5 separate regions of the Mus musculus genome follow, and regions 1, 3, 4 and 5 are each linked to region 2. Evidence: chromatin contacts called from public HiChIP or PLAC-seq and promoter capture Hi-C data. All regions are on one chromosome and are shown on one strand. Each heading gives the region's core, a stretch centred on a gene start, on an enhancer-like site or on the middle of the called end of the contact. The rest is flanking DNA. Distances are from core to core; before and after follow the strand shown.

What was found. HiChIP or PLAC-seq counts read pairs in DNA pulled down with a chosen protein or histone mark. Capture Hi-C pulls out chosen DNA fragments and counts their contacts.
Region 1: a contact with region 2 is called in an H3K27ac HiChIP or PLAC-seq map of embryonic stem cells, with 12 read pairs. The contact joins the promoter of Tbc1d13 here to the promoter of Slc27a4 in region 2. A contact is called at or near these places in 3 of 39 promoter capture datasets (3T3-L1-derived adipocytes, liver and pre-B cells), 3 of 115 datasets of contacts at active chromatin or transcription factors (embryonic limb bud and embryonic stem cells) and 3 of 9 other capture datasets (adipose tissue, liver and pancreatic islet).
Region 3: a contact with region 2 is called in an H3K4me3 HiChIP or PLAC-seq map of bone marrow-derived macrophages, with 3 times the contacts expected there. The contact joins the promoter of 1700084E18Rik here to the promoter of Slc27a4 in region 2. A contact is called at or near these places in 4 of 39 promoter capture datasets (fetal liver, liver, neural stem cells and 1 more), 1 of 115 datasets of contacts at active chromatin or transcription factors (bone marrow-derived macrophages) and 1 of 9 other capture datasets (liver).
Region 4: a contact with region 2 is called in a promoter capture Hi-C map of adipose tissue. The contact joins the promoter of Spout1 here to the promoter of Slc27a4 in region 2. A contact is called at or near these places in 1 of 39 promoter capture datasets (cranial neural crest) and 1 of 9 other capture datasets (adipose tissue).
Region 5: a contact with region 2 is called in a promoter capture Hi-C map of liver. The contact joins the promoter of Pkn3 here to the promoter of Slc27a4 in region 2. A contact is called at or near these places in 1 of 39 promoter capture datasets (erythroid cells), 1 of 484 Hi-C or Micro-C datasets (the G1E-ER4 cell line), 1 of 115 datasets of contacts at active chromatin or transcription factors (pancreatic cancer cells) and 3 of 9 other capture datasets (adipose tissue, liver and pancreatic islet).

Annotation. Positions count from the first base shown.
Region 1 is chr2:30,131,626-30,135,517 of GRCm38.p6, forward strand. Tbc1d13 (TBC1 domain family, member 13) reads left to right here and starts at 2,121. Exons shown (of 12, transcript NM_146252.3): 1 at 2,121-2,287; 2 at 3,172-3,245. The coding sequence starts at 2,265.
Region 2 is chr2:29,800,770-29,804,689 of GRCm38.p6, forward strand. It overlaps Slc27a4 (solute carrier family 27 (fatty acid transporter), member 4), which reads left to right and starts at 1,865. Exons shown (of 13, transcript NM_011989.5): 1 at 1,865-2,191; 2 at 3,391-3,557. The coding sequence starts at 3,397.
Region 3 is chr2:30,235,719-30,239,387 of GRCm38.p6, forward strand. 1700084E18Rik (RIKEN cDNA 1700084E18 gene) reads right to left here and starts at 1,913. Exons shown (of 1, transcript NR_028299.1): 1 at 1,479-1,913. It overlaps Lrrc8a (leucine rich repeat containing 8A VRAC subunit A), which reads left to right and starts at 2,051. Exons shown (of 4, transcript NM_177725.4): 1 at 2,051-2,087.
Region 4 is chr2:30,176,942-30,180,428 of GRCm38.p6, forward strand. It overlaps Spout1 (SPOUT domain containing methyltransferase 1), which reads right to left and starts at 1,518. Exons shown (of 12, transcript NM_172660.4): 1 at 1,449-1,518; 2 at 979-1,024; 3 at 652-780; 4 at 382-541. The coding sequence starts at 1,484.
Region 5 is chr2:30,076,466-30,080,004 of GRCm38.p6, forward strand. It overlaps Pkn3 (protein kinase N3), which reads left to right and starts at 2,233. Exons shown (of 22, transcript NM_153805.2): 1 at 2,233-2,325; 2 at 3,069-3,297; 3 at 3,461-3,539. The coding sequence starts at 2,311.

The DNA.
Region 1 (3,892 bases), core at 871-3,370, 330 kb after region 2:
ATAAGAAAGGATGGAGGAAGGGAGGGAAGAAGGAAAGATTTACCTCAAGCAGGGCATGGTAGTGGTGGCACACGCCTTTACTCCCAGCGCTCAGGACACAGAGGCAGGAGGCACATCTGTGGGTTCAAGGCCAGCCTGCTCTACAGAGTGAGTGCCAGGACAGCCAGGGCCACACAGAGATACCCAGTCTCAAAACCAAAACAAAACAAAGCAAAAAGAAAAAAAAAGAAAGATTGAAAGACTCACCTTATATGGAATATCAAGGTTCAAGAAAAAAAAGAGCAAACTTGAAAAGGTGAACAGAGTTGGTGGTGAGTCCAGACCGCACTGAGAGTAGTGAGTTTGGGTTTCAAATTAACAAAGGGTGGTTGTGGTAGTTTGAATAGGAATGTCCCACAGACTCATGTGTTTGAATGCTTGGCCACAGGAGATGACACTGTTAGGAGATGTGGCCTTATTGAAGGAAGTATGTCACTCTGCAAATACTTTTTTTTTTTTTTTTTTTTTTTTTTTTTGGTTTTTTCGAGACAGGGTTTCTCTATGTAGCCCTGGCTGTCCTGGAACTCACTTTGTAGACCAGGCTGGCCTTGAACTCAGAAATCTGCCTGCCTCTGCCTCCCGAGTTCTGGGATTAAAGGCCTGTGCCACCACGTTGGGCTTTTTTTTTTTTTAAGATTTAATTAGTTATTTTATGTATATGAGTACACTGTAGCTGTCTTCAGATAGACCAGAAGAAGGCATCAGATCTCATTACAGATGGTTGTGAGACACCATGTGGTTGCTGGGAATTGAACTCAGTACCTTTGGAAGAGCAGTAGTGCTCGTAACCACTGAACCATCTCTCCAGCCCCCAGCTCTCTTTTTTAAATTAAAAAAAACATTGTGTGTGTGTGGGAGGGGTACTGAAGAAATAGTTCAGAAGTTAAGAGCTCTAGTTACTCTTTCTGAGGGTCTAGTTCATTTCCCAGCTCACAACTATCTACAACTCCAGTTCCACAGGAATCCAACACTCTTCTGACCTCCAGGCAGGTAAGTGGTGCACAGACATACATGCAGGCAAAGCACCCATACACATAATTTACAGAAGAAATTGTGTGCCTGTGTGTGCAAATATGTGTAGCAATAACGTGTGTATAGGGGCCCTGACCTAAAGGCCATTTGCTTTCCTTGATGGCTCTCCCCTTTATTCACTGAAGGTAGTCCAGCGAGTCTGTTTGCCGTCTAAACCTTGCACATTCCCGCCCCTCTTGGCAGCTCTTTCATGAATTCTGTGGATCCAAACGCCAGAGCTCACGCTCACGTGAGTGCTTTATTCCCTGGAGCATCAACAGCGAATTCACTTCTAGCAGAGTGAACTTCTTGAACCTTCAACTTCTGATCTTCCTGCTTCCACCTCTCAAATGCTGGCATTACTGGCATGTTTCCCCAAATCCAGCTACAAGGAGTGCTGAACCTGAAACCTGGTTTCGTGCATGCTAGCCAATGATTTTCATAGTTGCTCTTTTAAGTTCACACTCACAACTGAGTTTACCAACTGAGTTACACCCTTAGCTCCTGTTTTTCATTTTCTATTGCTTTAAAATTGTGCAATTACAGAAATTCTACTTGGGGATGGGAGTGCGGGGGAGGGGAGGAGTTTCAAGACAGAGTTTCTCTGTGTGGCTCTTCCTGTCCTGGAACTCTGTAGGTCAGTTCAAAGATCCTCCTGCTTCTAGCTGGGATTAAAGGCGTGAGCTACCACCGCCAGGCTTGCCAGAATTCTAGTTTATGAACTTCCAAAGTCAAGGAAACCTTGAGCTGTACTCCTCCGGCTCCTCCGAGAGGTATTTACTGAGCAACAGGGTCATTTCCATAAGGAAGGACTCGACATTGAATGAGACCACACCGGAGACTAAGTCTAGTTCAAACAACTAGTTCAATCAACCAAACAACTGTACCGCAGTTAATGACAGGGAGTGAGAGAGATAGACAAGTGTATTCAGTAATCAGAAACTGAGGGCGGGAGACTCATAGCCAGCGGGATCACTGACAGTCACGCCGTCCTGACGCTCAACTGACGGTTTGCCTAGCCTTAAAGAAGTCCCCGTCACGTGACCCTTGGGCGGACCCAGCGCGGCCCCGCCCCCGCGGAACGCGCACGCTCCAAGTTCTGCTTCCTGCCGGAGGCTTTTGCCCAGCGCCCCGTGTCCCCGGAGGGAGGGGGGCGGTGGCGGTGGCGGCAGCTGGGGCTGCAGAAGCAGCTCGGGAGTCCGGAAGTCAACACCATGTCGAGTCTGCACAAGAGCCGGTAAGGAGACCTGAGGTCAAGACTGCACCCAGACCGCTCCGTCCAGGCCGGGCCTTCGCACAGAGAGAGCTGCTCAGCGCATGTGCGGCCAAGAACAGCCCCCTCCCCCGGCGGCGAGCCCCCTTACGGTCTCATTGCCTGTGTGGCAGAGGCGAGAAGCAGAGATGCTTCTCTTACCTCAGTGTCACCTTTCTTTCTCTCTCACTCGGGACCCCTTTCCCTAGTGTCTCCCTTGTCCAGCCCCCTATTACCCTCCCCGCTTCCTCGCTCTAGGATTCGCACCTTCCCCCGCCCCCAAATGCCCCTGTCCCTGTGCTCCATGCTCATGAGAAACACCAGGGGATCCAGGTTCTCCAATCTGGCCTCTTAAATCCACCTCCTACCCCCACCCCAGGCACATCTTGCAACGCCCGCTAAATTCTGGTCACTCCAGGACTAATTTTTAGTCTTTTGTCTTTGCCTGAGGGCAGGCCCGAGAAGTCTGTGCCCCCTCCCCTTTACCCAGCCAAGAGCTTCGGGAGCCATGGGGAGATTGTACAAGTCTGTTGTCTGTGGATCCAATTACTCCTGGTTGCAGGAAGCTTGGTTGTGTGAATTCGGGTAGTGGTGTGCTGTGGGCTGGGCTTGGCCGCAGCAAGTGCCCAGGAAATGCCAGCTCGCTAACAGTGGACAGTGCTTAATGTTAAGTTCTCACTTCAAACCCTTTGGATTAGAATACCTCTCATGGCTTTTCGTTGACATGGCAGATCTTAGAGGAAGAAACTTGTATTGTCCACTTCCCTAAGCTGGTAGTTGGAGACCGTTGGGAGTGAAAGATCTTTGGGCTGGCTGCAAGAGTGGTCATTAAGCCTGTTACCTTGGCGTTTCCTTTTCTGCCCTTGAAGGATTGCAGATTTCCAGGATGTCCTGAAGGAGCCCTCCATTGTGTTGGAAAAGCTTCGAGAACTCAGTTTTAGTGGTAAGATGCACTTTTACTCAGGGTTTCCCTGGAAACCTGCCTGCCGGCAGAAAGCTGGCCCTTAGCTGGGGGGGGGGGGTGATCCCCCAAATCCCTTGAAGTGGCCTGAAGACTGCACCGGTGGTAACCCTTTGTGCCTAGGGAAGGCCTCTCAGCATTTCTCAGCTCGTTTCTTGAGTTAAGGAAGTTGCAGGGTGGTTCCCGGGTTCTCTACTTGGCTGTGGATCAGAGCTGAGAGTGACCTTTGGTTAGTGTTAAAACTCAAGCCGTAGAGCACCAATTTTAAGGAATTGAACTTCCACCACATTTGACTTTGCCCCCCACATGGTTAATGTTCCAGCACAGCAATAGCTGGATTTTTACCCCGTCTGTAAAAACATCCCAAGATGTTTGTAGAGCTCCTGTGGTACTGCCTAGTAACTTTTCAAAGAAAGAATTTAAGTCGCCTGTGTCGTGCAGATTGGGGTGGGGTGGGGTGGTTAATTGGCTCATTGTCAGGGAAGCCACCCTCAGAGCCATTCTTCTGAACTCCTGACAGCATTGCAGAAGTTGGCCTTCCCATTCTGGAGTGGTGTGGAGGCCCCAGAGGGGAAGCTGCCTGTGCTGATTGTGCAGAGCTCGGACTGCACATCACACCTGTCTTAATC
Region 2 (3,920 bases), core at 615-3,114:
TTGATTTATGTGCTCTCTATAGCCAGCCTATAAACTATAATAATAAACATGTCAGCACTATTTCAAATGTGTCCATGAATTTGCACACCAGTGCTGTGAGGTGAGTCCTCCGTGAATCATAGCCACGAGATATTGCTTGTTTACTTGTTTGTGACAAAATTCTCCCTGTATAGCCTTGGCCAGGCATAAACTCACAGAGATCCTTTGCCTCTCAAGTGCTGAAATTAAAGTTATGTACCACTGGGCAGTGGTGGCACATGCCTTTAATCCCAGCACTTGGGGGGCAGAAGCAGGCAGATTTCTGAGTTCGAGGCCAGCCTGGTCTACAGAGTGAGTTCCAGGACAGCCAGGGCTACACAGAGAAACCCTGTCTCAAAAAACCAAATAAATAAATAATAAAGTTATGTACCACCATGCTTACCTGACCCCCAAACCCACTTTTGTGGGGTGTTGTTTTGTTAGTTTGTTTTTGAGACAGGGTCTCACTATGTAGCCCTGGCTGTCCTGGAACTCACTATGTAGACCAGGCTGGCCTCGAACTCAGAGATTCATTTGCCTTTGCCTCCCGAGTGCTGGGGTTAAAGGTGTGTGCCACCACCACCGCTGTGCTTGATCCCCTAAAGCCCACCTTTAATCCATAAGAAGGCACAGATTTGGAACTCTCTGCTGAGAACATGATTCTCTTGTTGGTCTGTGATGCACATGTCTATGAACATGGGGCACCTGCTATTATAGCCCTAGAGACATCCTTTAGCTTACTATCCAGCCTCTCCAATGGATGCAATCCTGAGCAGGTCCAGACCATCTTCATACCAAAATGTCATCTGTAATCCCTATAAACAGACCTTGAAGGTTGCCCCTTCCCCCCTTAAGAACTTGACTAGGTTGAGTCATTGAAGGGGCTATTTAAGAACAGAGGCAGTAATAGGCACGTTGCATAGTCACCCCAGAACTTTTCAGAGGCTCTCAATCCAACGGCTGTGAGTCTAGACCCTTGCCCACAGCCTGACAAAGCTCACAGTTTACAAAGGAACCAGTGTTCGGGAGTGTTATCAGTCAGGGTTAAAGTTAGTTACACAGGCTTTAAATCCTGACCTTTGAGGAGATCCCCTGAAGCTACTCCTCCTGGCTCTTCAGTTCTTTTTGAACCTTGCAAAGGTACTGAAAACTGTAAAAGTCCTGAGGGAACAATCATACTCAGCTGTGGTGAATGACCATTCCAGAATGGTCTAGAAGCCCAATGCCCTGTGTATTCTGCCAGAATCCAGCTTTTTTTTTTTTTCAGCAAGTGGTATTGAACATTTGCTAAATTCTATTTCAAGACAAATGTAGTAGTTAATGTCTGTAATGCCAGCGCTCTGGGCTGAAGTAGATTAACTACAGCAAGATCCAGGGCAAAGTTACTACCCTGTTTCAAAAAACAAACAGGACTGACAAGGTGGATCAGGAAAAGGTGCCTGTTCCCAAGACTGAGGGCCAAGCCTAGTAACCTTAGTATGATCCCTGGAGCCCATGGTGTAAGAACAGAACCAACTCCCACGAGTTGTCCTCTGACCACACAGGGTCTTTGGCATATGTATCTACACATACACAAATAAGCAAACAAATGTAAATAATAATAATAAGTTAAACAAATTCTACTTGGGCCTTAGCTTCTGGCTATGTATTCTCAAATGGTCTGTGGGCGGGTTTATGCTACCTGGATCCCCTGGTCCAGGAAATGGCAGAGAGGAACGACCCAAGGAGCACTGCCTGACCAGGGCAACTTCAGCAGCCTGAACAAGCTAGACTACTAGGACTACAACTCCCAGCATGCCGTGCGGCTCAGCCTACCACTCCCAGCGGGCCGGGCGGCTGCGGAGGCAGTGGTGCGCGCAGGGCTGGAGGGGCTGGGCGGTGTCGGGCGCGCTGGGGCTGGGTTGCGCTGAGGTGCACGGACTCAGAAGCTCGCCCTCTGCGGGGACGGCACAGAAGGCGGTGCTGCCGGCTGGCACAGCCGGTGCGGGTGCGGGAGGCGGGTGGGGGTGGAGCGGGGCAGAGGTACAGACCCTACAAGGACGAGGAGTGGGCCAGACGCACCGAGGCTCGGCTGTGTGTGCCCCGGGGCGGCCGATGCCCCCAGCGCACCGCACTCCGCTGCCGCAACCGGGCCGCATCCTGACGGGGCGCCGCGCCGCGCAGCCGCAGCCGGGTGAGCTAAGGCGGGGACGGCGGCTTTCTGAGCGGGGAAAATGTGCCAGGCCGAGCAGGGGGAGACGGCGGTGCCGGCTCGGACTGAGGGGCGCGCCCTCCTTCTCCCAACCCCGAGAACGCTCTGATGTCCTGGCTATCTAGAGGCAATCGGTCCGTGGCGCCCCTCCTGTCCTGTCTCCTCTCTCAGCGGTCTTGGACCGGCTCCTAGCTTGCTTTTTGACTGCCTCTGTCAGAGAGCTAAGGATCTTAGCGATCCTGCGGTAGTCCTCCCACCCATTGCTTTATGCTTTTCTCCAGAAGGCAGTCTCATAAGGGATTCCCTGTGTTCCAGGCCGTGGTCCTCCGCCTAGCTTGGAGATATTCAGGCTACTTCATATCTTTGACCTTCCTCTCTTCCCAAGAAAAGCAATCCATTAGCAGTCCTCTTGACTAAATCCATAAAGAAGAGGGAATAGAGCGTGGGCCTTAATCTCTGCCCTGGGCTTCAACACAGCCTTTCCCCTTCTCAGCCCTAGTCCTCAAAGATCCATCTGAATGTGTGGGTACTTCCAAATCCTTTTCCTGTCCAACAATCACCTCTTTCCACCCTACCCCTGGGCTGTCACCTCTCAGGCCCCTCCTGCCTCTAAGCCATTTGCTGGCTCGCCCTCTATGGACCGGTAGAGGCACAACGCTACCTTGAGTCTGTGGGCCAGAGACTGTGCAGGGCTCCCTTCCCAGGAAGCTGCCCTTTTTGGTGTTGTCATTTCCAGAACCTCCTGGAGTCCCTAGGAGAGACACTTCTATCAGCACCTGTCTCCCGGCCATCTGGTTAGGTTGCTTGAATATCGGTGAATGGACTGTCCTGTTTGGGTTAGAAAGGTTCTAAGAACAAGTCTTACTAGCCCAATGCATAGAGCAAGGTGCTATGGCCTGAAGTAGGAAAGGGGCTAGCACAAGGTCACTTGACAAGGTGGTCAAAGATAGAACCAGAAGCTAGATCATCCTCTTGTTTCTTAACCCCAGAGCTGTAGATTTCAAGGCCCCTCCAACTTGGCATGGAACCAAAGCCTTGAACCTTTTTTAAGCCACCCCTTTTAAGGTGACTAGGCAATCCCCATAGGCTGACCCTTTGGGCTCATACTGAAGTGGCTGCTGGTGCAGAAGTAGCGGCCCCTAAAGAAGGAATTGTGTCTCCTAACCACCTTGTACCTGCAGGTCACAATGCTACTTGGAGCATCTCTGGTGGGGGCGCTACTGTTCTCCAAGCTAGTGCTGAAGCTGCCCTGGACCCAGGTGGGATTCTCCCTGTTGCTCCTGTACTTGGGGTCTGGTGGCTGGCGTTTCATCCGGGTCTTCATCAAGACGGTCAGGAGAGATATCTTGTGAGTACCATATCTAGCCTCCCTTGGGGTCTCAACTGTGCTGGGCTTTACCAGCCATTATCCCTGCCAGCACAAGACATCTGGGTTATTAAAGGAACAGTGTCTTCTCTTTGCCCTTCTCCTGGCATACCTAGAACTTTCATCTCCAAGGTCAAGGTCTCAAGGAATCTCCTAACCCCGAGACTCCTTGACCTGGGGCACAAATCAAAGCAGATCTGTTGAAAGATGTGTCTGAGAAGGGTCACGAGGACACTGTTCATGGCAAGGTGAAGAAGACCCCAGAGGAAAAGGACCTTTCCTTAGGTTGGCACAGCCTGAAAGAGCCCAGGGGGACACTGGATGCTAGCACAAATCCTGAGTTAG
Region 3 (3,669 bases), core at 663-3,162, 430 kb after region 2:
AAGGAAGTGGGGTCGCTCTAAGATTAGAGCTACTCACAAGAAGTGGGGAAATGAAGAGTGGAAAAATACTGACTGCCCTGAGAACATGGGCCCCAGCCCCCTGCCAGAGGGCCTAATTACCCGGAACTTTTGAGAAAAACAACCGCAGACTGTTTCAATGTCCCAGGTGGTATTATTTGCAGATCCCCTGTGACTGGAGCTGTGGGCCACCATGTGGGTGCTGGGGAATCGAACCTTGGACCTTTGGAAGAGAAGCCAATGTTCTTTTTTAGTTTTTTGAGACAGGGTTTCTCTGTGCAGCCCTGGCTGTCCTGGAACTCACTCTGTAGACCAGGCTGGCCTCGAACTCAGAAATCCGCCTGCCTCTGCCTCCCAAGTGCTGGGATAAAAGGCATGGCCACCACGCCAGGCAGGATATCTTTTCTTGATGATCCATCCTGTTTCTCTTGTCCAGTGGTATCTGAATTTCTCTGTTGTATGTTTTTCTTCTCCTGGGAAGATAAAAACAAAACCCTGCCCCAACCCTAACTCTGGATTCTTTTGTGGACTAGCAGGGTATATCTTTCCCAGGGCAAAATGCTTTTTGGCAACAGAAAAAAAAAGCATTATCTTTGAAGTTGAAATTATTATTATTTTTAAAGTTTGAAACTAAATATACCTTAGTATGTGGATAAATATACTTATATCCCCCTTTCTCTTTATATAAATTTAAGGTTAAGGGGCTGGGCTGGAGAGATGGCTCAGCAGCTAAGAGCACTGACTGCTCTTCCAGAGGTCCTGTCACTGTAAAAGGGGGCGGAGATCATTCAGTGAGGGAAGGGTCATCTGTACAGCCTGTGTATATTAGTCAGCTGGTGCACACACCACTGATACCCAACTCCACAAAAACTCATTGCTGTGCTCCCTGCCTTTCTTCTTTCACGTAAGCTACTGGAACTCGTCCCATACTGGAGTACATGAAACACTTTGTTTTAATAGCTGAACAATTTCCCAACCTAAGGATTACTACAGTTAGCCTGGGAATTATGAGGACCCGGGAAGATTAACACACACACACAGCTAGCGTCTGGAGGCTTGGTTCTGAAGATGTGGTTTTATCCTCAGCTCAGCTCAAAATTCGCTGCTAACGTTAGGCTGGAGGTTTCCCGATAGAGAATTCCCCTCACACCCTCTGCCAATCCTCTATCTCCAGCCAGAAGCCGGGGAACCGGACAAAGAGATCCCCACCAGAAGCCCTTGCTTACAAAAGTCGGAGCAAAATACTGGATAAAGCAGATACTTAGTTTCAAAGTGACCACTGGACTCAGGACACACCTACCAGATTCCTAAACTCCAATACCTTCTCAAGCACGGCACTACCTCTCTCCCCTCTTCTACAAAAAGTTCCTAACCCAGTCCAGTCCAACGACTTCAAAGATCTCCTAGTGTGAGACAGTGAACTCGCCGGGGCGCGACTAATCGCCCAAGAAACCTTTAAATTTAGTTCAACTGTGTTTATTGCAGCGGCGGCGGAGAAGCCATTCAGTTAACTCGGAATTATGCGGCTTTTCAGGGACAACCGTCGCAAGCCGGACGTGTCGAGGCGCGCGTCAGCATCAGCAGGGCAGTTACATTTGCGGGCACCTGAAGAGTTTGGGCAGCGAGTCAGCTAACGAGCAGCACTAAAGGTATGAGGACGCTGGCCCAATGGCGATCGGAACCCGAACAAAGGAGGTGAGCGGATACTTGCGTCAGCTTGGGTCACTTGGCCGCTCTGGCCAGAGTAACGCATCCCTTAAGTTGCAGGGATCCCTGTCCCTTTAAGGGGGCTTAGTTCTGTCCCGTTACTTCCGCCCCGAAGTGGCTTGGCGCAGGCACGTGGACGGGAGTAGGGTGAAGCCGCCTCAAGCTTTCCCCTTAACAGACATGGCGACGGCCGGGATGCCGCGGGTGCGTCCGGCCGTGACGTCACTTCCGGGGCGGGGGAGGCAGAGTGGTGCAGTGAGGGACAAACAAAAGGAGGCGCTGGAGGAGCGCGGCGGCGGGCGGCCGGACTGGGAGGTGGAGGGCCCGGGCTGCCTGCGGGCGGCTGCGAGCGGAGAGCCCAGGTGAGCGGGTCGGGTGGGGGATGAGACGCGCGCTGTCACCGCACGGGACGCTCTCCTCGGACGCGCGCTCCGCCCCTTCAAGTTCTGCGGGGCTCTCGCTGCCCAGGGGCGCCGGCCACCCTGGCCCCGCGCTGGGCTTCGCTCCGCCCTGCCTCCCGCGGGCGCCGGCTCCGGTCTCCACCCTCCAGGCCGTGCGGCGGCGCGCGAGCCCCCTCCCGGGCACCCTGTTCTCCGCGCGCCTCTCACCCGAGTTTCCGCCGCGGTCCTCAGGCCGCACTTGCCGCGCTGGTCCCCGCAGATCCGCGCCCCTTGGCGCACGCGCCCCCTTCCCAGAGGTTCCACCCGGGGTTCTCTTGACAGCTCCCCCACCAGCTCTTACAGTTCTTGGCCGTGGGCTTCCCGGCGCCGGCTTCTCTTTAGACCACTCCCTCTTCCTGATCTCCCGGACTGTCCCCTGCTATGGGGAAGGGAGCACAGGCTTTTGGGACCTCAGACTGGGGCTCCCTGAACGACCGACTCCTGATATGAGAGTCTGTTTCGTTCTGTCCCTGTTTTGTGCATCTCTTGGGCAGGAGTGACAAGTACAGGAGGTTGTTGGTGAGCTGGAGGTCAGCAAAGGCGACCCCAAGCTGAAGGAACAGCAGAGTTCGGGATGACAGTGGCAGGGGGTGGGGGCTTGTTTTTTGAGATAGGGTCTCAACTATGTAGCCTTGACTGTCCTCAAACTCTCTCTGTAAACCAGGCTGGCTGGCCTCGAGCTCACGGAGATTCACCTGTCTGGTTCCTGAGTGCTGGGTAGAGACGTGGGCCTCTAACCTCTGTTTGAGACCAGGGTTCTTGAACCTGCCATGCACTGGACTGGAGTGAGTCAAGATGGGCTGGTTCTGCTTGATACAGTTGTTGTCTTGTTTTGAAAGAACACATTGAGTGAGCATTAGCTTTTTCTTGATGGGAACTGGGCTGACATAGTGGTAGTTCTAGGACAGCCACTCTTGTACAACCTCCTCTAACGCTGCCCTAGCTAGGACAGGGACAGCTTTAAGGATGAGGTGTGGAGGGGAGAGAGTCTTTGTGAGGATGGGGACACTTGTCTGCTGAATTTTGGAGACAGAAATGAGTAGCCAGAGGCTACAAAGTCTTTTCCTGCCTTGCAAGTGTGTCAGTGGTCTCTTTAACTCTGCCATCTGTGTTATGTCCTCTGAAGTAGAGAAAATGGCCAGTGCAGGAAGAATAAGTTGACCATTGAGGGTAGGAGAGGGGGTATATTCAGAGGCTCAGGGGTGGTGCCAGTGGGCTAGGCCGTTCATCCTGCTGTTTCCTTGATGAAGGTCGGGCTCTCCTCCAGCTGTCATGGGCAGGCAAGGGCAGGTGAGCAGTGTTGGAGGACAGCTTCCTGGAGATTTTCTGGGGTCTGAAGCTCCACATTGTTTGGGGGATGGTGTACAAAGCAGGGACCAGAGAAGCAATTGACAATACCTCCCACACCCAGGAGTCAGCCTCACATTCCTGTTCTCCATACCTAAGGCACATTTGCTAGGATGGAGTTTCCTTGCAAATCTGAATGGCCTTTGTGGAGGGCATG
Region 4 (3,487 bases), core at 268-2,767, 380 kb after region 2:
GGCAGTCCCAGACCTTGCTCTGTAGACCAGACTGGCACTGAACTCTCAGAGATCCACCTGCCTCTGCCTCCTGAGTGCTGGGATGAAAGGCGTGTGCCACCACTGCTCAGCTCAAGTGGCCTTCTGGTCTCCAGAACCACACTGGTGTTTGTACACAAGCACCATAAAGAAATGCTAAACACAACCCAAACCATCCAAGTGCTGAGCCTCAGCACAGACCATGGGCAAAACCCTGAGTCCACTCTCTAGCACCAAGGGTGAGAAAAAGTGAGTCTGCAGCTGCCTTTGAGAGCTCCTTCCAGGCAGCCAGGCAGGTGACAAGGAGCAGGACAAAGCCATGGCCACCCCTGCTGGTCCTCCCCACTCCCCAGAGACTCTCACTTGGTATCTTGGCCCTCCTCATCGAACACCACAATCTCATCCACACAGAAGATGGTGCAGGCTCTGGCGATCTGGCCAGCCAGGTAGGTGCGGAGCTCAGGTGACTGGGCATTGTCCAGGATGGAGCCTGGCAGGGCCACACTCAGAGTGTAAGGCCGTCCTAGCAGGGACAGGGGATGTTCCTGTCAGCCTGACAGGCTGTGGACCTTCCCTCCCTTGCATGTCCCCATGGCTCAGAGATTCAACTTACCTCACGACCCAGCTGCTTACCTTGGTTGCTCCTCTGGGCCGCCGCCTCTTCCTCCTCTTCCTGGCGTTTAGCCTCTTCCTCTTGGGCACGCTGCCGCTCCAGTTTCTTCATTATCTTGAGGTCCTTCCACTTCTTTTTCTCCTCTTTTTCTGGAGAATTATTGGAGGGAAAGGACTTGACATGGGGAGGAGAGTTCCTTCTCGCTGGGCTAGCCTAGGCTCTGGAGAGGCTGCCACCACTCACTTGGATACACTGAGACCCAAAGAGGGCTCGTCGGGCCATTAGCTGGTTTGTGGAAAGGGAGGGCTCAGTGCGCTTGCCCAACCCGGCCTCAGCTTTTTACTTACTCTGCTGTTTCCATTTTCGCCATTCAACCCTTTGGCCATGTTCACCCTGCAAGTAAGGAGGAAGATTGAGAGGCTGACCGGTCACACATAGGAGGGGCGCATCCCATCGGGCCTCCCGCCATCTGACTCTCTCAAACCAGGGTAGAAGTACACAGGGACTCGCCGTGCACAAAGCCTGGGATCAGATCCGGGAAGCTGAGGAATGAATCCCCATTGGGCAAAAGAAGAAACCGAGACAAGGGGAAGACAGGTATGGCCATAAAGTCGCCCTAGGAATCAGAAAATAAGCCAGGAGAGGACTCAAGACACCGTCGCCCCGCGAATGAATGTAGATCGGACCAGCTAACTCTGCAAGCTCAGGCTACGGGAGAGGGGCGAGGGGAGAGGAGAGAGCAGAAGACCCGGGCCGACACCACTGTGACACGCTGCAGATTCCAGGCCTAGCCCGGAACCCATCGGTCCGCACATACCGGACCACACGGACGCTTCCTCGGGCGCTCCGCCATGTTTCCAGGCCCACCGCGCGCCTGCCAGTTAGCCTCGCCTCTTCCGGCCACACCTCCGCGGAGCTGCCCAATCAGAGGCCCAGCGGAGAGTGGGGCGTGTCCTGGGTGCCAGGCTGAGGCGGAGCTCAGAAACGCCACGTGCGAGTGCGGAGGCTGCTGCGTTGGTACCCTGTCTCCAGGGCAACGAGTTCGCAGCACTACGCTGTCCGAACCCAGTAAGGCTCATGTGCCGCCCTTTCCATTGTTAGGTACCCTGGTGATATTTAGCTTCCATGTTTTATGTAAGGGCACCCTATTGGAAATTACAAAAGACTACCTTTATCCAGTTCATTTGCACTTTCTTTTTATTTATCCATTCAGTTTCCTGGGACTCCAGCTAAGGCCCGACGCGTGCTAAATTTAGTGCTCCACCAGTGAGCTATATTCCCAGCCTCGTCCAGACTTTATTCTTTTGGTTTTTTAAAAAGATTTATTTATTATTATACATAAGTACACTGTAGCTGTCTTCAGACGTGCCAGAAGAGGGCATCAGATCTCATTACGGATGGTTGTGAGCCACCATGTGGTTGCTGGGATTTGAACTCAGGACCTTTGGAAGAGCAATTGGTGCTCTTACCCGCTGAGCCATCTTGCCAGCCCCAGACTTTATTCTTTATCAGTTTAATTCATTTGTTTGCATGTAGTACTTTAAATTTTTTAAAAAAGAAATTGATACAGGGTCTTACTATGTAGCTTGGACTGACCTCAAACTCAATCTTCCATCAACCACCTGAGTGCTGTGATTGATTGATTGATTGATTTTTGGCAGCCCTGGATCAAATCCAAGGTCTCCAGCATGCAAATCACTGATCAACATTCTGTGTCTACTTTAAAATCATTTTAAGTAAAGAATGAGAAGATAGGACTGAAAGAAGTCCCTGCAGAAGACTTTTAGCTGCTGCTATAATAGCAGCCATTGTATCTGGCATGAATTCCAGAGGGATTGTACCTAGGGTTTGAAGAAGCCTTTTGTAAAGTTATTGATTGTTGTCTGAGGTTTTATGGGGTTGCTCTTCCAAGGATTCTCAGAGCCTTTGCATAACTTAGTCCTGAGACATACCTGACAAACCAGGATGTCTCCTGGGACTTGCTTAGGTATGCCTGGGAATGTAGGTTATGCCTGAGTATTGCTTAGGTAGGGTTCCTTCAGAGAAGCCTAGATAAGGTAGCAGGTTTTGGTATACAGAAATTGACTTGCTACAAGTACCTTTTGTGTAACAGTAAGGAGGGTCTGCAAAATGGTAAATATGTGAAGTTCAATGCCTGAGAGGATGAGCCCCTGCTGCTGAGAAGCCTAACAGGTCCTGCAGTGTCTCCTTTTCTTTGCTCTCCTGTATAACCCAGAACACCAACAGGTTCCTCCCCAAAAAACTTTTCTGCCTGATAGTTTTATATTAACTTTTTGTTGTTGTTTTTGAAACAGGCCTTAATATATAGCCCTGGCTGTCCTGGAACTTACTATGTAAACCAGGATGCCCTCAAACTCAGAGATCCTCCTGCGTGTGCCGAGCAAGTGCTGGGATTAAAGACTTGTGCCACCACGCCCACCCGGCTTGTATTAACATTTTACAATGATCCGATACTTTGTTACAGTTGAGGAACAATCCTGACACATTATTACCGCCAACTACAGTTTACATCACTCTTTTAGTCATACTTTCTTTTTGTCTGTTTTGCTTGCTTTGGTTTGTTTTTTTGAGATAATGTCCATCCTCCTGCCTTATCCTCCCAGGAGCTGAAATTACAGGTGTGGGGCACCCTGCTGTGTGAATTTTGACTTTATTTATATGAGTGTTTTGTCTGTATGTATGTGTGTGCACCAGAGTCTTGCCTGGTGCCTGAGGAGGCAAATGGATCCCCTGGGACTGAAATTATAGTAGATTGTAAAACACCATGTATGTGCTGGGAACTGAACCCAGGTCTCTGGAAGAAAAACCAGTCATCTTAACCACAGAACAATCTCC
Region 5 (3,539 bases), core at 983-3,482, 280 kb after region 2:
TTTTTTTAGAAGTTTTAACAGTGAAAGTAGCCCTCTGCCTGGGTGTTGTGCCACACACTTTATCCCAGCCAGCACTTGGGAGGCAGAGGGAGGTGAATGGGTAGCTGAGTTTGAAGTCAGCAAATGCTATATGGTGAGTCCCTTTCTCGAACAAAAAGAGCAACCTCAGCAGCCTTCAAACGCACCATCCATCTCCTGCTTCAGCCTTTCTGGTGCTAGGATTGTAACCTTGTGTAGACTGGTTCCAGAGGTAGGTTCCAACTACTGCTACTCATAGGATGCCAAAAATGTTAGAGCCAGCCGGGCGTGGTGGCGCACGCCTTTAATCCCAGCACTCGGGAGGCAGAGGCAGGCGGATTTCTGAGTTCGAGGCCAGCCTGGTCTACAGAGTGAGTTCCAGGACAGCCAGGGCTACACAGAGAAACCCTGTCTCAAAAAAAAACAAAAAACAAAAAAAAAAAAAAAAATGTTAGAGCCAGAATCTCCCCTCAGACCTGTTGTTGTTGGTTGGTTGGTTGGCTGTTTTTTGGTTCTTCGAGACTTGATTTCTCTGTGTAGCCCTTCTTTTTGTCTTGGAACTTGTTCTGTAGATCAGGCTGGCCATGAACTCACAGATCTGACAGCCTCTGCTTCCCAATTGCTGGGATTGAAGGCATGGGTGTGGTGTGCTGGCGTTAACGCCAACCACGGTTCTGTCTGGCCCTCTGCACCAGGCACCATAGGGTCTTCACGACCACACCTGGAGGGCAAACCCCCACCCCCTATGTTCTGGGCAAATCCTACCCACCGGAGAAGTCCTGCCCTCACTCCCAGCCCCTTAAAAACCAACAAGGTTGGTTTGACTGATCTAATCCTTATGCTCACAGCACACAGTTACTGAACTTCCTCCTCAGCCCCTGTGGACATCCTTATGCTAAATCAGAACCTTGACTCCCGCTGAGTCAGAAAATGCGTTTTGCACAAGTCTGAGTTAGTTCGTATCTTATTTGGATCTGGCCATAATTTGGGTCAAGGTTTACTCCGTGACCAGGCCAGGCCCCAGCGCATGCTGCGGGCAAAGCTAGAGCAGAAATGGCCCTCGGCTTTCCCATCTCTAAGAACAGTTGCGGTGCAGAGCGTGACGCTGCTCCCGCGTGGCCGGGAGGGGGCGCTGCTCCCCAGCTCCTGCGGGGCGCGCGAGTCTCCGGAGGGGGCGCCCGACCGCGTGTCCCGCGCCACTTCCCGGGAAGTTTCAAGTTTGAAAGTCAGGCACTGAGACCCGGGCTTCCGGAACCGCAGTGGAGGAGAGGACTGGCGGGCAAGGCGCCATGGAGCCGGAGGGGGCTGTGCGCCAGGTGAACCAAGCGCACGCAGCGACCGTGTTTGCAACTCTGAGCACACGGTGCTCGGATCTTCACACTATTCTGGCCTCTCTGCCTGAGCCCTGGGTTAAGACGCTCTGGTGCCCAGGTCCCCGAAGTGACGGAGATCCAGCCCGGCAGCACGCCTGTTACCGTGGAATATGCCACCGGGGGTGGGGGTGGGGGTAAGATAGGTCAAGTTCCCTAAAATTCGATCTTCTAGAGACTTGCAGGAAGGTGGGAATTTGCCAGGAGCGCAAAGGTTGGAGTATACAGCCTTCCAAGAGGACTGGGGGAGCGGGGAGGGGGTGGGGGGAGCGGAGGGACGGGGAACGGGGACAAGATTGTGCGCGCAGTGGGCGTTGTCCCCAATACACCACACCCACAGGCTAGAACAAGTTGGCCACTAGAGGGATTTGGCTCAGCATTGTGCAAGGAACTCTTGGGTCCAACGAGGGGTCCACAATGTGGAGAGGTTCGGGTTAGATGTGTCACTTAAGCAGGAGAGAGAGATACTGTTCTATGCCAGGACAGTTAAAGGTGAGGTGAGATGTTTATGTAGAAGATAACACCCTAGTGTCAAGTCAGGACTTGAGGGGAAGGTGAAGTGCAGTAGACTGGAGCACCGCAGCCCTCAGGCAGCCTGAAAGGCTGGATCTCACCCCTCCCAGTACCCTTCCTCCGGAGATCCTTCTCGGCCTGTCTAGCTTATACACATTTTCCGATTTCCTGTGAGCCTCCGCCCTGCAGCAGCGGCAGCGAGGTGACTCAGGACCCCGGTGGCCAGCAGGCCCCCAGCTCTGTAAGAGCTTTGTTTGCTCAGGCCTTTGGCTCTGGCCCTCCTGCTTGGGGCAGCCAAAGGATTTCCTGAGCCTCGCCCTTGCCCTCTGACAGTTAAGGCAGGACGATCAACCTAGCTGAGGCCTGGGGCCCCTAAACAGAGTAGCCATTCTTTCATGGGGCTTAGGAGATGGAACACCGAAAGGTAAGGATAAAATAGTGTGGCTTCCAGGATCCTGGGGATAGGAAGGGGGTCAGCAGGAGTTGCTCTGGAATAAGGTCAGCCTCCGAGAAGTTTTCTCTCCCTGCCTTTGATGGTGCCTCTAATCTGGTGAACAGCTGTAGCTCCTGCTTGCCACTTCTGCCACAGCACCTGTCTGCCACACTATGTAAGGCAAAAGAAATAAGTTGTGGTGTTTTGGGCCACTGGCTGTCTCCTGCAGGGGACCTAGAGTGAATTCTTTGCCTACATTACCTCCCAGGTTCCGGTTGCTTCTCAGACCTAGGGAGAGCAGTGTGGCAGGCTGGGAGAAAATGGGATCACACTGTCCCTCGATCCACAGTGGCCACTCCTCTGTGTTGCCTGTGTGAGCAAGCCACCTAACTCTTCTTTCTTTGTTGCTCCTGTATAAAATAGGAATGAGAGCTAAGCATGTGGGTCTGTGTCAGAGCTCTTGTTTAGCACGCTCCAGGCTGTGGCTTCTTTCCCCAGGACCACAAAAGAGCGACTACTACCAAGGAGAAGGGAATTTAGTGTGTTGTTAGAGTGTAAACCTCAGTACCCAGAAGGCACTGGGCGAACCTGGTCTGTTTTCTCTCTCCCTTCTTTGAAAGGGAGACAGGAGCTAGACACTGCAGGGTTCTGAGACACTCTGGGGCTCTGCCTTTTGTATCTGTTCCCTCTTTGCTGTGGAGCAGGGTAGGCTAAGACTTCTCTGCCCTTTGCAGCCTGGGACTGGCCAGAGAGCCCCCAAGGATGAGAAAGAGATGGTCCGCCGAGCCATCCAGAAGGAGCTGAAGATCAAGGAGGGCATGGAGAACATGCGGCGCGTGGCCACAGACCGACGCCACCTGGGTCATGTGCAGCAACTGCTTAGGGCCTCCAACCGCCGCCTGGAGCAGCTGCATGGCGAGCTTCGGGAGCTGCATGCCCAAGTTCTGCTGCCAGCCTCAGCCGGTGAGCGAGGAGTCTGAATAAACCTGGGAACGGGAGACTCACGAACACAATCCTGGCCTTGGCTTTGACCACCCTATATCATCCACATGTTGTCTATACGGAAGGGAAGGGAAAAAGGCAAGCGCTGCTTCCCCGGGGTCTGAACTCTAGCCTTGTGTTGCAGAGCCAGTGACCTCGGAACCCCAGCCGCGGGCGGAGCAGTCCAGGGCTCGGCTCTCGGAGGCTTTACATAGGCAGCTGCA